Regions from separate parts of the Zea mays genome. Here region 2 is linked to region 1. A link is a contact called in public Hi-C data. All regions are on one chromosome and are shown on one strand. Each heading gives the region's core, a stretch centred on a gene start, on an enhancer-like site or on the middle of the called end of the contact. The rest is flanking DNA. Distances are from core to core; before and after follow the strand shown.

Region 1 (3,169 bases), core at 396-2,895:
CAATATGACCATACAACAAAAACTTGAGATATGGCTCCAATAGCAAGTAAGATGATGAGTAATTAGCACATATGACAAGTAGAATACCCAAGCAAGTGAAGATTTACGCGGGAAACTCCTAGATAGATGCTAGACAAATGGATAGTTTGGGGGCAGCCCGCCTCTTATTTATAGAGGCTATTATATATTTATAACATATCTCTAGATATTTTATAACTAAACCACTTAGTTAAAGGCATAATGGTCTAACTTCCAAACCGTAGATATGACTACCACACTCCCGTCATAGACTTGCTTTCCCTTAACGCAACCTCCATTATGGATTCACGTGCCACCTCTAATTCTCGCCAGAATCGCAATCTGGGTTTTGAGGCTAAATCCACGAAATTGTCGCCGGTGGTTTCGAGGCTTAACCACTAAACTGCCGCAGATAATATAGTCCCTTACGTCCTAGACATGTGTCCCGTATGTCCTCAATCGCGTCAGTGAAACGATCCGCTCTGTCATGTCCTCGTTTCTGTCGATGTTCCTATGTGTCAAACACCACAATTAGTCTACTGACTTCTTTAGTCTCCCGATCAAGTTGCAGTGCTTGTCCTTCACCACTCTTGGTCTGGCGACACGAACATGTATGAGCTTCAACTTCATCGTTGAGACATTGATCACCGCCTTCGGACTTCACAACTGCGTACCACAAGTAAAGAAACATGTTGCATACACTCACAGATACTATTATGTTGACAATCACTCATCACAAAATTGAAGAGTGGACAATCACCCATCACAAAATTGAAAAGTGAGGAGTGAGAAGATGACGAGACACGTTGTAAGTGGACGAGAGTACTGAGAGCCATGCAATTCAGCTATCGATCGGTCGATGGATTAAACTAAAGTGAACCCATCGCCCAATATAATGCAAGCTAGACGAGCGATCGACGCGCAGGAGTAAACAATGGCCCTGCAGTTCCTCTTGCCTCAACTCAGAATCCAAAGCGCTTGTCGCCACGCTTTTGGACTCCTCATGTCCGGGGCATATCCATGGACGGGGAAAGCGCCTCCCCACCAACACCCCCGAGCACATGTGCCAACACTCGCCTCGCTTTCATGGCGCCCGCGCATCTTGTTCCCTGCGGCGTCGGCTTGGAACAATCCACACAGGTTCGGTGTCTAAAAGGGAATTTCCCTCGAAAAGTTCAGACGCCCTCGCCTAGCTACTTGGCCGCACCCGCTTTTAGCTAAAACAATGCCCTAATCGTCTCGTTGTTGGTTGCCGCCAAATATAAAAGACCATACTAGCCTGCAACTCACAACTAACACTCTGATGAGTAGCGGACAGATCTGACAAAGAGAACTGCCCCTTGAGAAAAAGCTGAGACCGAGCTAGCTAGCTGCTTGTCAGCTTGCCCTTGTATATATCTTCAGCGCAAACGATTTGATTTCAGTTAATTAGTGCCCTGATCATATCAGTGTGTGGATTACTATAATGGCGCGAGCTTTAGACCTATCCTCTTCGCCCTATGTGCTTTGCATGAGATTCTTCGACTGGCAAACGCCTTTGCATGGATGCGAAACCAAGATATGCATGCAATGTTGAATCGCCTTTTCAGAGAGCATATATATGCATGCACACGCACTGCTCAAGTCCAAGGAGGAACCAGCAGGCCCCAACTTTTTTGCTGATGTATTTGACCGGCCGGCCGGGGACATTTGGGATGCTCTGCATCGCACAAAATCTGTTGTTGTCAAGATTGTTTAATTGTGAACCTAATATTTTGATGATCTGCCTTTTTGGTCATGGATTTATTTGGGTGTCAATTTGTAAGTATATAGATGCATGTACATATACACAACTCCGGCCATACTTGTTGCATTGCATGAGGCGATCAAACCCAAAAGCAAGTAGCTACCTAACCTAAGGATCGACACGTGTGTATGAGATAGAGGATGTTGCTCATATATATAGTCTGTGGAGGAAAACTTCGACAAGTAACCAACAACATCACCTTTATCAGATGATCTTGACGTTACTAATTTCAATTCTCTGGGTTCAACAACGTCTACGATCGACCTTGCGCTTTGTTGAAATTTTATGTGTCGTTTTGCAGAAAAAAAAACTAGCTGGCTTTTCATACCAAAGGCAGCTAGCGGGGATTTAGTATATATATAATTTCTAGCTAGTTTAGAAAACTAGTAACAACACTAGAATCGAACTATAGTTCACTCTTGAGTTATAAACTACTAGTTCAACTTGTACAAAATGAAGAACTTAACCATTTTTGCATCTCGATCTTCTACAAATTTCATATGAGAATGAGAACTTTCCCGGCCGGAATGTACCAGGGGTTTGAATTTTTGAGTGACCAAAATATGTTATTTAAATTGATTTATATTTTCTACTGGGCATGTAGTTTGCATTACGTATTTTGCCGCTTATACAAAGGCTAAGCTACGTTCGCTCGGCTGTTGCAGCTGATAAAAAAAATGAGGGCATCAGGCATGCAGGGCTCTAAGACAGTATATGCTCGTTAAATGGATAAGGTGGCTACATATATAAATGCAATGTACAACTGTCTGTGTCCAGAGTACATAGTTAAGATCAGATCAGTACACAGTTCAGTGTGGACTAAGTAACTGTATATATACGACAGTTCTTGATATTCTCAACCTCTAACATCAGCATGACAGTGACATATATAGTATCACTAAGACCATGATTGGACCAAGACATGTTTATCTAAGAATTGTATATAGCCGCCTAGCTATCAAGGTTTAGAAGAATTACAATTTCATGGTTTTCTTAATCTAACAAGTTGATTATACTAAATGCTCCGCTTGTATCACGGTCCTATATTGGCTATTGAAGCATTTATGTTGTGTTTGGTTTGTGGAGTCACTCTATGCTTCATGAGGTGATGCATCATAAGTTCATTCCATTAATTTTGGTGGAATCAACCCACTCCTCATGTATATACTAATTATTAGCTTATGAGGAATGGGGTGGTGATGGATCAACCCATTCTATTCCACAAACCAAATAAAAAAAGTGAGGAGTGAGAAGAAGATAAATCACTTCATTCCTCAAACCAAACACACTATTAACTTCTGCACTGGTCCATGCAATATTGTATCTTCCAAAGCGATCCAACCTACTCCAATGCTAGCTCATTTG
Region 2 (3,169 bases), core at 211-2,710, 130 kb after region 1:
TTATATTCCTATTATTAACATTGACCGACCCCACCTCCACAGAAAAGACTATCAACTTGTCCCTTCCCATGGTTAAAAAAGTAAAACTGTACAAGCAGGTGCTCTGATTGCGAGAATGTCAAGGCAGAACAAAGAGTAATCGTGACCAAAGTCAGACTACTGCGTATACAATAGACTGTGCAAACTGAAGTTATGGGCAATTGATCGTTGCTCGTTAATTCTTTTGCGTACCATTAATTGGTGCACTGCTTCCTAGTCAGACAGATTTTTTTTCTAAAAAAGTTTTTTTTAAAAAAAAAGGAGAACTCTTTCCTTGATCATACACACAAACTACTCGAACAAAGGCACGATCTTGACGGAGCAATCGGCCTACTTCTTGTCCTTGACGATGGAGAGCTCTTGGAGCCAGAGCCAGTCCAGGATCCTACTACGACGGGCCACGCCCTGGCCGCTCTTGGCGCCGCCCTTCTTCCTGCTCCGCTTCGCCGCCTCCGCCGTGCGCGCGGCCGCGGGCTCGACCACGTCGGGCGAGCACTTGCAGCCGAGGCTGTCCCCGAACAGCGCCAGCTGGCCTAACCCGACCTTCCTGTCGACGGCGGTGGCCACCTGCTCGAACCGCGCGCTCCTGCTGCTGCCCCCGCCGCCCCTGGCATCGCCCCCGCCGGGGCGCGGCGGCGGCGGGGGGTACACGTCCGGGGCGCCGGCGACGCCGAGGCGGAACAGGCCCCACGCGGCGCCGGGCTGCGCGGACCCGGTGCTGCGGCGCGGCCGCGCCCACCGCAGCTGCGGCGACGGGCTCGGGTGCGCGTAGAACACGCTGCTCGACAGCGACCGCCGCCGCGGCGCGCCCTGCTCGCTCTTGGACGACTGGCTCCGGCTGACGCACCCGCTGCTGCTGCTGCTGCAGCTGGAGCTCGCGCTGCGGCTGCCGGACCGCGACACCCGCCCCACGGTGGAAGCCGCCGACTCCGACCTCGGCAGCGTGGCGCCGTCGGCGGCCGAGGAGGGGCGGAGCGGGAGCAGCTTGCCCTGCCAGAAGAGCTCGTCGGCCACGCACATGTCCGCCCCCGCCCCCGCGCCCTTGCCGGCCGGGACGATGCCACCAGACGACAGGATGCAGAACTCGAAGTCGTCGCCAGAGTCCGGGGTGGGGCCGTCGGCGTCGGTGCGAGGCTCTGCCGCTTCGTTTGCCATGGTCGGATTCTTTCCTTGGTCCAAGGAGAATGAGGGAGAGAAATGGCCAGGTTTTCGTTGTGTTGTCTTGTGGTCTTCTTTTTGGCTTGTTCGGTTTTTATCTTGGAAGAACAGAGGACCCTGTGATGTCATATAAACACTGCACTTGGCAGCCATTAGTCAAACACTCAAACCTCAAAATCCCAACGGCTGATTTTGGCTAGCTTTAAAACGACACTGTTTTGCCAAGTGTCTATTTTAGATGGTAATAGGGGGGAAATGCGATTATGGAAACAAATTGTGTTGACCAATTAATTGCTATAAAAATATAAGACTTATTCAAATTCAAGTGCCTGGATTTTAGTTTTTACAGGTATATTTATATTAAAATTACAGTTTTAGTATGTTGTGTTTTCCATAGCCATGGTCTATAGTTTTTTTTCCCAAAAACAACAAAAAAACGCCAGACAAAACCTAATTTGCGTTGGCACAAATACAATTATCAATTTACAACTGTTTCTATAGTCATACAAGGATAAACAAATTGATATGTTGTGACACAGAGACAAATAATAAATTTTCTATGCTAGCTGGCGTCGCATAAGTAGTGTAAAGATATAATATTAAAAACCATCTCGCCAAAAAAAACATTCATGTATCATAGATATGCTTAAATGATTGTTTCTGTCATAAACATGGTTTGAATGTGAAACATAACTGCGCATCAAATTAAGTATTTTGGTCAACTTAGGGCATGTTTGTAACCAAATAGTTTGTAAGAAACTGATTTATCAAAATGAGGTGGTTCTAAATATACTAGTTTATGTCTCAGTTTATAGAAATTATATTCAGGGTTTCTTAAAAACCAAGAATCTAGCCTCTTCTAGCTAAAAATTAAAAATTGGTTTCTTAAAAATGTATTGCTTTTAAACAAGACCTTATTGGTACCCAAATACTGCAAGGAGATAAATGCCTAACAGAACCCCCCCCCCCCCCCTCCCCCCAACATAAAATTGTTCTGCTTGAAATATGTTTGAAGAGAGAAAATTATGAGTGAGAAAAATTGTCCGTCAAACCTAAATGTCTAACCGATTAGTTCAAGCGCAATATGTCATCAGGGAGGAAACTGAAGATATATTGTACTTAATTGTTAGAAAACCATGTACTGTAGTAGTTATTTTGTCTTGCATTAGTAGAAAAACGATTTAACCAATGCTTTGACCATTTAATTGATCGACAAATTGGTACCGCAAGAACATCCAAACATAATCAACATTTGAGAATACCCTTTTGAATGTTGGAAAAGAAGAGTACAAGAAAATAACCTTGCCGTAAAGTTCATTGCAGCGCTGCTTGTACTACTGCCGCAAAAAAGTCTTCAACAACTACAGTTCCTAGAGAGAGAAAATCATGCCGCCACCGCACAAAGGGACAGCCGAGCGTACGAAAAAGAATGGCTCTTTAGGGGGTGTTTGGTTGCTCCTGCTAAAGTTTAGTCCGGATCACATTAAGCGTTTGACTTTTAAATAGGAGTATGAAATATAGACCCAACCAACTGTACTAGATTCGTCTCGTCTTTTAATCTTCGGCTGACAAATTAGTTTTATAATCCGACTACATTTAATACCCGGAACGGAGGTTCAAATATTCGATGGGACAGGGGCTAAATTTTAGCGGGGTGTAACCAAACACCCCCTAGTTCCCTCCGAACCGGGGCACAATAACTTCATAATAATTGTATACGAATTCCATACGAATCAATTCAAATTTATAGAAAAACTTCATAAGTTCCAAAGAAGGCATTACATCAATGTAATGTTAGTTTACGTAGAAAAAAATACGATATGTCTTGTGACCAAAGTATGGTTGTGTCATATGGGTAAACCATAAAAGTATAGAGACAAGAATGTACATGTTGATAATTTAGAAACCTAGATGATACAATTCTACAATTTTAGTGACCTAGAATATGTACTTTAGAAGTTTAGAAACCGGT

Evidence for each region. A called contact is a pair of places that touch in the nucleus more often than the background predicts.
Region 2: a Hi-C map of leaf shows a contact between it and region 1, with 2.1 times the contacts expected there. The contact joins the promoter of LOC103647800 here to the enhancer-like site in region 1. A contact is called at or near these places in 6 of 25 Hi-C or Micro-C datasets (bundle sheath, ear, leaf and 1 more).

Annotation. Positions count from the first base shown.
Region 1 is chr2:215,634,781-215,637,949 of Zm-B73-REFERENCE-NAM-5.0, forward strand. No RefSeq gene overlaps it. Among protein-coding and RNA genes, the nearest start is that of LOC100285965, 13 kb to the left of the region's middle. Within about 2 kb of position 1,646, at least 12 of the 20 cell types and tissues checked have an H3K27ac peak or open chromatin away from gene starts, as enhancers often do. A contact at or near this core is called in bundle sheath, leaf and leaf mesophyll, where this site is marked.
Region 2 is chr2:215,761,028-215,764,196 of Zm-B73-REFERENCE-NAM-5.0, forward strand. LOC103647800 reads right to left here and starts at 1,461. Exons shown (of 1, transcript XM_008672309.2): 1 at 137-1,461. The coding sequence starts at 1,350. The coding sequence ends at 370.